3 separate regions of the Mus musculus genome follow, and regions 1 and 3 are each linked to region 2. A link is a contact called in public Hi-C and HiChIP or PLAC-seq data. All regions are on one chromosome and are shown on one strand. The core of a region is the stretch at or near the end of the contact, and the rest is flanking DNA. Distances in the headings are between cores, read along the strand shown.

Region 1 (3,296 bases), core at 575-3,074, 130 kb before region 2:
TGCCTACTCGGTGTCTTTGAGAGGTGTCTATGAGACACGCACATGCACACGCGCGCACACACACACACATACCTGTTTCTCCTCTACCTGGAAAGGACTCCCAGGCTAGCATCCAGGCGTTGGCTTCCAAACCAGAATGTCACATGCCTGTGGCCTTTGCTCCCTTTGGGACCTAGCTTCATGTTGCTTTTCCCCATAGCTTTCCAGTTCCCTATTGTTCTGGTGGGCTTTGTACCTTCAGTCAGGTGGTCATTTGCAGCTGGACACCACTCACAGGGGGGAAAGTGACCTAGGAACACATGGTGGCACACGTGATACCCCTTTGGCCCTTCTGTACACAGCCCCAAGGACCATGTTATTTTTGGTATCTGCAGAGTAATTAGTTTGGAAAGCCAGAGGCTGGTTGATGTATATTCCTGTTGACATAGTCTAACAAGGCACTCACTGTATTGAAAAACAGGCACCAACATGGTAAAGCGATGCTTTGATAGGAACCCTTCCCCAGCATTCCTAAGCACACCTTCCTGCAGAGTATGACACAGCATGAGTCTGAAAGGACTGTTAACATGCTTGGGCTTATTAAGGTCCAAGTCATATCAAACTGTACCAACAAACTCACATCTAGCAGCAATAGTAGTCTGGCGGCATGCTTACGTGACAGTTCAAGAGAAGTCACCCAAGCGGATTAAGATGCAGATGCTCACTGCTGTCTCTGACTTATTTCTCCAACACAAGTAGAACTGTAGACTGTATGTTTATTAGTGTTAAGATTCACTGCCAACCTTGTGCCAGCTACAGTAACAGTCGCAGAGGGATTTGGAGTCGGGAAGTCACGACTGTACTTCTGACTCTGTGAGGAGGCTTGGTACTCAGGAGACTGACACGGACCCTGTGGCACAAGACCAATGATTGCAGTGGAATCTCACACTTAGGTAAAGGTAGCTTTCTGTCAATCACAGATGTATGTCTTCTCCTTTGCCGTATACACCACAGTTCCCCCGCCACCCCCAACCTCTCTCATCTTGACTCCTTGTCAAAGGGCTTTTAGGGAACTTCATGTTCTGACAATTTAACTAATAAAACAAAAGCAAGCCCCGTGACTCCTGTGTCCTCAGCGGCATTGCTGGGCAGGAGTCCTTCCACAGGGTTGGCCATGGGTCCAATCCTGCAAGCTCAAGGGCTTGCGCTCCAGGGCATGTGCGCTGTGTTTTGACATGCTGCTTCCCCAGTTGATGCTATCGGCCATGGGCTAAGGCCGGCTTCTCTTCCCAACTCTGTGTTTGCCTCAGCTCATTGGAATTTACCATCTGGGAAAGTTGTCTCTGCAAATACAGAAACACGTTCTCACTCTGCGAGGAGAAGGGAGGGAGGGAGGGAGGGCCTGTGATCTGGCACACCATTGAAATTTCCATCTGGCAAGTTTTAAATGTGTGTTTAAAGCAGGAACTGACTCTTACTATCCTAGTGGGATAACACTTTCCATTCTGAAGTTTGTGTCAATAAAGTCATTAATTTCAAACATATGTGAATGGTTACAGAGGCTCTTTACTGGAACCTTAAATCTGTATGCACAGCTGGTTAGAATTTTTTGAAACAAAGGCGTTTCACATAAGTCAAACAGCCCTATGAATTAGATGAACTAGATATGGGGGCTGCAATTAGCTCTAACTTACACTTACAGAGGGATTTATAACTTTTTAGCCAGGAATTGGTGACCTGGGATGCCAGATAGGAATGTCAGCCAACGATCAGTGCTTCCTCACCATTCCCGTACCTGACTCAGAATGTCCAGCATAGTTGAAACAGATATCGAGAGGGAGAACTGTCTCATACCCTGAAACTGAGCCAACCCCAAGCTTAGGAGGACAGGGGATGACTGGAGAGGGCTATGATTAGAGAGCTGGGGCCAGCCTGGGATCACTTAGCCTTCTGGACAGGGTAAGCCTGGCCTTGTATGAGAAGGCTCTCTGGGTTAAGGTCAGGAAAGAAGTTCATAATTGAGGAAAGAATAAACTGTCCTTATAATAGGTGTCTGGGCCTAAAGATTAGGAACTGAGGGCTACCTAGGTTGCAGCCAATGCCCTGCATTCACAAGATGTTCCTCTAGCTGCCCGTCTCCCCAGTGCACTCAGACCTATTTGACCAACTAACCTCCATTTGTGGCCGCTCCCCAGTGTCACAGAAAGACCTCTCCTCCATATCTGTTTCTCTAAGCAGGGTCTCCAAGGAGGGGCTGTTTTGCTGAAATCAGATCAAAGGCATGGTTTATTCAGCTGCCCTGCTGTACAAACATTGGAATTCTATGTACATAGATCCAGCAGGCACCCCTCACTGAAAACTCCATATACATTCTTTCCTTCTCTGCCAATCATACATTGATTTATAATAAGCACTGCACTTGTGAGTCTCCTTTTCCTCCTGCTGCTTAGAATGTGGAGGGAAAAGCTGCAGACATACTGGTCCATTGGGACAGTATGTCACCTGTCCTTGGCAGTGGAGCAACCAAGCTATTTGAAGCTATGCCAAACGGAGCAACAAATCGGAAGAAGACGGGGTTCCTGGTTCTATGCAACCTCCCTGAGCCCAGAACTGTACATACTTAGGCCATCTGAAACCAAGAAATATACATCTGCTTTATTTAATCTACTCTTACAGGTTACAATTCATCAGCAAACCTAATTCATTTTCTCTTGAAGAACTGGAAGGTCTTTGTCCCTGGTCCCTTGGTACCAAGTTTGCTGGAGCTGATGTCTGCATATCTAGAACTGGTGCCTGCAGACCAGTGTGACGTACATATAGTAACTCCGCCTTTGTCACCTGCCTGAGGTGCATGGCTGTGCAACCCCTCTCCAAATATCTGGTTTTCTTGTTCTTATAAGGGTCTTTCAAATACAGATTGTCCCTCATCATTTCCACAAGTCTGGGAAGTAGCTAATCTTGGAGAATTTCTCTGAGGAGGTAAGTTGCAAGTATGATCCAGTAGCTAAAGGTATGCGCTTATTCACTTTCATGTACTATATTTATTAAAAAGTTTTGATGTGCCAGAAATTGGAAATTATTGCATCTGTCTGTCTGTCTATTTATTGTTTTTATTGTTCTACTAAAATATTATCTCCTCAAGAGCAAGGGCCATGTCTACTTTATTGCCAATTTCTAGTACATTAAAGCTTTTCAAAAAATATAGACTGCATTTTGATCTTATTTATGCCCCCAACTCTCTCAGATTCCTTTTCCACCCCCTGCTAACCTCTTCTTCACTACTACCCTCCACCCTCACCCCAGTTTCTTGTTGAAGT
Region 2 (3,089 bases), core at 207-2,706:
TTAGGAACAGCTCAAACTGGTAGGTTAGACGGGTAACAGTTACCAAGACCTTAACAATCCCAGTTCCTCTTTCAGGTCTTGAGTGGCTGTATTCCTTTCCTTCCATTGTTTGTGCTTTCATAGACTTCTTTAAGGGATTTAATGTTTTCTTTTTAAGGACCTCTAGCATACACATATAGGCTATGTTAAGGTCTTTATGTGTGCTTCCAGGGTGTAATACTCAGGGCCTGCTGTGATAGGGTTGGTGGGTTCTAGTGGAGACCTATCGTCCTGGCTGTAATTGGTTGTGCAGGGGTAGCCTGTAGGTTCCCAATGAGTGTGTGCCTGAGCTGGATGCTTGGGAAAAACATTGAGTGACGGGAGGAAAGTGGGGGGCCAGGGATCTGTATGCTTCACTGAAGATGGGTGCAGAAGCAGCCTAGGGCTGAGACTGAGGGGTTCCACTCTGAGAAGCAGAGGGAGAGGTGAAGATCTGCAGTTAGCCCACCTGCGTCCCTGCCCAGTGTGGCCTGTGGGTTCCCAGGGAGTGCCGGCTGGAGTTGGGGGTGGAGGGTAGGACAGGGCAATGAGTGGGGGAAGGGAATTTAGGAGGGGAAGATCTGTGGGATCCACCAGCGATGAGGTGGCTGTGGTGGAAGCCGCTGCAGGAGTTAGCGCAGAGCTCAGGATGAAACTAGGGATTGGGCGTGGAGGAATGGAGGGAGCGTGGAGGTCGCCTCTCCCTCTCCCTGGATAGGTAGGTCACCCGTTTGCTTCCCGTCAGAGAGTGCCTAAGAGAGTTGGAGGCTGCTTTCCTGGTTGAAGTTGGATAGAACTTTTCAAACTATATTAATCTGATGTGAAATAAGCACGTGAAAGTGAACCTCCAGCACTGAATGTTGGCTATTTTCTACCAGCCTCAGTTCACCTATGAATGGAGACTCCAGGCTGCATCGTCCCCCACAGGATTGCCAAGAGGCCACGTGAACAAAGCTTTACATTTTGGAGTTTAGAAGGGGGTAACACTCAAACACTATCGATTATTTGAGTCATAGGACTCTTATAGACTGTTATATTCTGGCTCTCTCCATTTAATACCCCAAATGTCACTTTTTTTTTTTTTTTTTTAAATAATGAGCCTTAGTTTTTTAGGAATGAAGGAACACGAAGGTGATTCCTGAGGCCGAGTTAAGACACGTGCCTCTAAGAAACTCAGGAGTTGCGGTCTCCATTCCCCCACCACCACCACCTGTGGTTTCTGACCACTGTCAACCTGCCTGGTCTCTGCATTCCTCTCTGGTTCTGCAGCACCCCGCGGGGGTCTGGGCGGGCGGAGCTGCGGAGGAGGGGCGGGCTAGACCCGGGACCCAGGCCTATAACAGTATGCAAGCTCCGGGCGTCCAGGGGGTGGGAGGGAAGAAGGGAGGGCGGCGCTCAGTGAAAGGCGCATTGATGCGGCAGGCTGCAGGGCTGGGCCAGACGCTGAGCAGGGTCAGGCTCCTGCCGACCCCTTTACCTCCTGCTCCGCGCTTCGCAGCCACCGCACACCATGCACCCCCAAGGCCGCGCGGCCCCCCCGCAGCTGCTGCTCGGTCTCTTCCTTGTGCTGCTGCTGCTGCTACAGTTGTCCGCACCGATCAGCGCCTCTGAGAACCCCAAGGTGAAGCAAAAAGCGCTGATCCGGCAGAGGGAGGTGGTAGACCTGGTAAGTCTGAGAGTCGGTCCTGACCTCAGTGCTGGAGGAGAAGACTCAGCCAGGATCGCACCGGGAGGGCATCAGTATAGATGGTGGTGGTGCTGACCGTAGGGGTGAGTGTAGGGCAGCACGTTAAGAAGCTTGAGTGCCTCAGTGTCCTGCCTGTGTACCTGTGTGGGGACGGATCTGACGCACGCCTGCAGCAGAGTCTTGAACCGCTACGGGAGATCATGAGAGGTCACCACATGCTCCGACGTGGGTCAGGTGGGATGCCCAAATCCGTGTAAGTCGCCCAGTAATTTCTGGCTCCAGGGGAGGCCACCGTTGGGAGAAGTGGGGGGATGCTGTGGCTGCAACTGGAGTAGATTGAGTTAGTCAGTTGATTTCAAAAGAAAGCCCGAGGAAGACCCTAGGCCAGCTGGCCGCTTGGCCCTGGGCCAAGGCTGTGCAACGTGTCCTTTGTGAGGACCAGTGGCCACGGTCTGGCCACGTCTGCCTGGAGGAGAGGCTAACAACCCCCACAAAGCATTTGTTCAGCTAACTTGAAGATTATGAATCACTTTGTGTCATCTCCCTGGGAAATATGAACTGCAGTTTACTCCTTAGAGGACCACAGCTTGAGCCAGGAGTGGTCAGAGGCTTTGAAGCTGAAGGGGAAAAATGAAGGCCCCACTAGGAGCCCTTCCAAGGACCCATTTTGCCTGATCTGTTTAAAACAGATGAGCAGTCAGGTCTTAACCAGTCAGGAACACTGTACTCAAGCTAAGGGGAAGGAAAGCGCTCCCAGGAAAGCAAATATCCCAAGGGCTTTCTGAGAGGCTAATCTGTGGGAAAGTCTGTTTGCTTAAAACCTTTCCCTCTAAAAGTCAATAAACCTAGTGGAGGGCAGAGAGTTTGTCTGTCCCACTCAAAAGCCAGCCATCGATAGATTTGTAGTCTTTGGCACATCATAAACTTCTGTCCTTAAACCAAGCTATATGGTTGTCAGGCACTGCGATACATAAAGGACAGGGGACATTTACTTATTTTATTATTATTATTTTTTTTTTAGATTTGAATTTCTTCCACTGACATTCTAAGTTGAGCTAATAAACCAAGCTCCTTGACAGCTAGTTCTAAACTGATTCAAAAGCACTGGGGGAAAATCCCTGCTGTTTCACGCAGCAGTGGTAGGGTTTTGTTGTTTTATGCTCTGATATATAATTTTCCTCCACAAAAGCATACTGTGTTGGAGCTACAGTTCTATTTTGAGTGCCTAAGTTGTTAAAAAAAAAAAAAGTGCCACATGAATGTGGCTCGTGTGCAGTTTGCGTATTATGAATGTGTAGTTAAGATACATAAAATAGTCATTTCCCCATAAAGCTAGCATTTTCCCCCTCTAAGGATTATACAGTACCACAACTCTACCCCAACT
Region 3 (3,004 bases), core at 494-2,993, 120 kb after region 2:
GGATGGGAGAAAAACAATATAGATATTTCAGCTTAGAAATCACAAGAGACATGTAGTGCCGCTTTGTCTGTTCCCAGTTCTCTCAAACTGAGACTAGTCAGATGGTACCTGGGGAACAAAGGAGGGAGAGAGCTTACTACACGTAAATACAATACAAACCCCGAAGGTTTTACTCACCAGCCTATAACCTGGCCTAGTACTAAGCAGTGCGAGTGTGGAAGGCGTGGTAGGGGTGTGTACATACACACGCACGAACACTGTAACCTTGCTAACCAAGCACCTGTCTAGTGGCAGGAAGAGGAAGAGGGGGTGATCCAGATCACCTCAGCTGGCTCGCCCCGCCCCGAGGGAGAGCTGTCTGGGCTGCGCTGGGCTTCTCTGAGAGCCCGCGCCGGTGGTGGCCACCTCCCTCCTATTGGAGTCGGTTTTCTTCTGTTCTTTGACTGAGCCTGTCTCCAGGCTTTCTAAAATCAGGCTAACGCTCCAATAACGACTCTTCTCTAGATTAGAGTGACCGGCAGAAAGGGGCTGAACGGCCCGATTCCTCCGGGGACGTGATCTGACCCTTTCCCTCTTACACCTTCCAATCGCCTCGGGCAAACCGCCCCAGCATCCTGTCTTCTGTACCTCTCCGTGCAGCGGGTACCGACAACCCAGTTTTCCAGAACTTCCGCACTCCCGCCCAGGTCCTTTCCACTCCCTCAGGCTCTTCCCCGCTGCGAGTCCCGGGCCGCTGACACCGCAGGGACACCCACCTGCTCCGATCTTCCCTCGTCCAGGGTCCAGTACCCCGCCCGGGACAGCTCGGGGGGCGCCCGGTCCCTCAGGCTCGGCGCCAGCCACCTGAGATCCTCCCGCCCCCACCGCCCACAGCCCCGCACCCCGGGGCGCCCGCTCCCTCGCCGCCCTGCTCCTCACAGCTCCCCGCCCCGCCCCAGCCGTTAGCAGGGTCCGGGGCGAGCGTCGGCCGAGTCCGGGCCTGGGCGGTTCGCAGGGGACACGGGCCCGGCGGGAAGAGTCGGCGAGGCAGAGGCGGCGCGGGCGAGTGCACCTAGCGGGCCCGCCGCGCCGACTCCGCGGACACTGGGGGCGGCGGCGGCGGGACCCCGGGCGGGCGCGTGATGAGGCGCGGCGGGCGGCCGGCCCCGCGGCGCGCGCGAGCTCACTTGGGTCCGGGCGTTGGCAGCCGCGGGCCGCGGGCCGGAAGATCGGCCGTCTGGGGCCGGGGTGGGGGCTGGGGTCCCCTGCCGCAGCCCGCGCCTCGTGGTTCCCGGAGGGGTCCTCCCTCGCGGAGCCCCGGAGCCCGGTGACGCGCCAGCCGGCGGGACGGCCGCTCTCGCCGCCTCCGGGCGCTCGGGGCGAGTTCCCGGGACTCCCCAGGGGTCGGGCTCGCGGGCAGCGCTTCCCGCTCCGCTCCGCCGCCGCGCCGGACACTCGCGCCCCGGCCCGCGGCCGCCTCCCTCCAGTCACCCCACCCTCAGCCGTCCCCGCCACCTTACTCCACCGCCCTCCCCCGCCGCTCCGCGCACTCGGCGTCGGGGCCTCCAGCTCCTCGCTCCCGCGAACCGCTCACTTGGCAGCCCTTCGCCCCCGGGAAGAAGAAACATTTCCCCGAGCGCACTCCTCAGCCCTCCCCCCTCGGCCCTCCCCTCCCCCTGCCTTCTTTCCTGGGGGAGGGGGGCTGTCGCCTCGGATTGAAGGCCATTGATTTGTATGCATTTGTCCCAGCCCCGGAGGCTGCCCCAGCCGCCCGCGCCCGAGCCGCGGCTGCCAGCGGAGTTGCCTCCCTGCTTCCCTAGGGTGGTTCGGCTCCGCCAAACATGTCGGCTCCGCTCGGGCCCCGGGGCCGCCCGGCTCCCACCCCGGCGGCCTCTCAACCTCCTCCGCAGCCCGAGATGCCGGACCTCAGCCACCTCACGGAAGAGGAGAGGAAAATCATCCTGGCTGTCATGGATCGTCAGAAGAAAGAAGAGGAGAAGGAGCAGTCCGTGCTCAAGTAAGGACCCGGCTCCATCTTCCCGCCTCCCTCCCTGCCCTCCGCCCCCCTCGGCCGCTTCCCCGCGACCGCCCGCGCGCCGGGGATCGCCGCCTTTCCTCCCCGCCGGTGGCGCGGGGGCCACGAGGGCTGCGGCCCGCGGCCGCCAGGGTCGCTTTCTAGTTGTCAGCCGCGGGGGTGTGTGTCGCGGAGGGAGGGCGCCGAGGCCGGCTGAGGTGACGGTGGCGAGCTCGGGGAGGCGGCGGTTTCCCCGGCGCCCTCCGGCTTTCCCCGCGGGCCACTTCGGCTCCCGGGATGAGGCTGAACCCTGGCTCCTCGCGTCCCATTTCCTTTCCCGCCGCCCCCGCGCGGAGGCAGTGACTGGGGCAAGGAATCCAATATGGCCGTGCACAGGTGCTCCCGGGCCGGACCCGGGTGAAGCGCCCAGGCCCGGGGTGCCGGTGCCACCGGGGTCGCTCGTCCCGCGCCTGCGAGGGCCGGCTCCGTCCCCAGCCCCGGGAGGAGCTGCGCTGCCCACGGTCGCAGCGGACAGGAAGGCTGCGGGGCGGGCGAGGGGGCCTAAGCGCGGTCTCGTCTCGTCTCGGGTGGGTGTGCGGCCGCCGCCATCTTCCAGCCCCTCCCCCTCGGCGGGTGCTAACACCCTGCACTCTGCTGCTGTTCTTCCTGTTTGCAACTAGTAAATCTGTAGGATCCCGAGGAGACTCCACTTCCTACCATCGTGGCAGTTTGGGTTGCTCCCTGCTTGTGAAGTTCTACTATGTTTGCTCACAGTCCAGCCAGCGGGGTTTTGGCGAGGGTGGGAGGCGTGAAAGTAGCACCCAAGCATCGGTTTAGAGGCGGTGTAACTTCAGCACCAGGGAACTGTCCAGAATGAGTTTTCCTTTACTTTGGGATTCCTTGTCAGTGTAGCACTGTAGCTGAGATTGTTTCTACAGGTTTGCTTTTAAATGTTTTATGATTTTTTATATCTCGGTTGCTTCTGGAAAGTCATTGTCTGGATCTGTAAAG

What was found. Hi-C and Micro-C count contacts between places; a contact is called where the count stands out from the background. HiChIP or PLAC-seq counts read pairs in DNA pulled down with a chosen protein or histone mark.
Region 1: a Hi-C map of muscle stem cells shows a contact between it and region 2, with 3 times the contacts expected there. The contact joins the enhancer-like site here to the promoter of Cthrc1 in region 2. A contact is called at or near these places in 6 of 39 promoter capture datasets (the 3T3-L1 cell line, cancer-associated fibroblasts, cranial neural crest and 3 more), 2 of 15 datasets of contacts at CTCF or cohesin (both in the NIH/3T3 cell line), 20 of 484 Hi-C or Micro-C datasets (3T3-L1-derived adipocytes, the AML12 cell line, the N1E-115 cell line and 13 more), 8 of 115 datasets of contacts at active chromatin or transcription factors (cardiomyocytes, craniofacial prominence, embryonic fibroblasts and 5 more) and 2 of 9 other capture datasets (adipose tissue and liver).
Region 3: an H3K4me3 HiChIP or PLAC-seq map of embryonic stem cells shows a contact between it and region 2, with 26 read pairs. The contact joins the promoter of Rims2 here to the promoter of Cthrc1 in region 2. A contact is called at or near these places in 6 of 39 promoter capture datasets (the 3T3-L1 cell line, the SN4741 cell line, cranial neural crest and 3 more), 5 of 484 Hi-C or Micro-C datasets (the AML12 cell line, embryonic stem cells and stem cell-derived neural progenitor cells), 6 of 115 datasets of contacts at active chromatin or transcription factors (embryonic stem cells, epiblast stem cells, forebrain and 1 more) and 2 of 9 other capture datasets (adipose tissue and liver).

What each region holds. Positions count from the first base shown.
Region 1 is chr15:38,949,742-38,953,037 of GRCm38.p6, forward strand. Baalc (brain and acute leukemia, cytoplasmic) reads left to right here. Exons shown (of 2, transcript NM_080640.6): 2 at 1-1,523. Among named protein-coding and RNA genes, the nearest start is that of Baalc, 17 kb to the left of the region's middle. Within about 2 kb of position 1,825, at least 88 of the 459 cell types and tissues checked have an H3K27ac peak or open chromatin away from gene starts, as enhancers often do. A contact at or near this core is called in the NIH/3T3 cell line, adipose tissue, cancer-associated fibroblasts and 8 more, where this site is marked.
Region 2 is chr15:39,075,476-39,078,564 of GRCm38.p6, forward strand. It overlaps Cthrc1 (collagen triple helix repeat containing 1), which reads left to right and starts at 1,457. Exons shown (of 4, transcript NM_026778.3): 1 at 1,457-1,684. The coding sequence starts at 1,529.
Region 3 is chr15:39,196,543-39,199,546 of GRCm38.p6, forward strand. Rims2 (regulating synaptic membrane exocytosis 2) reads left to right here and starts at 1,744. Exons shown (of 27, transcript NM_053271.2): 1 at 1,744-1,996. The coding sequence starts at 1,821.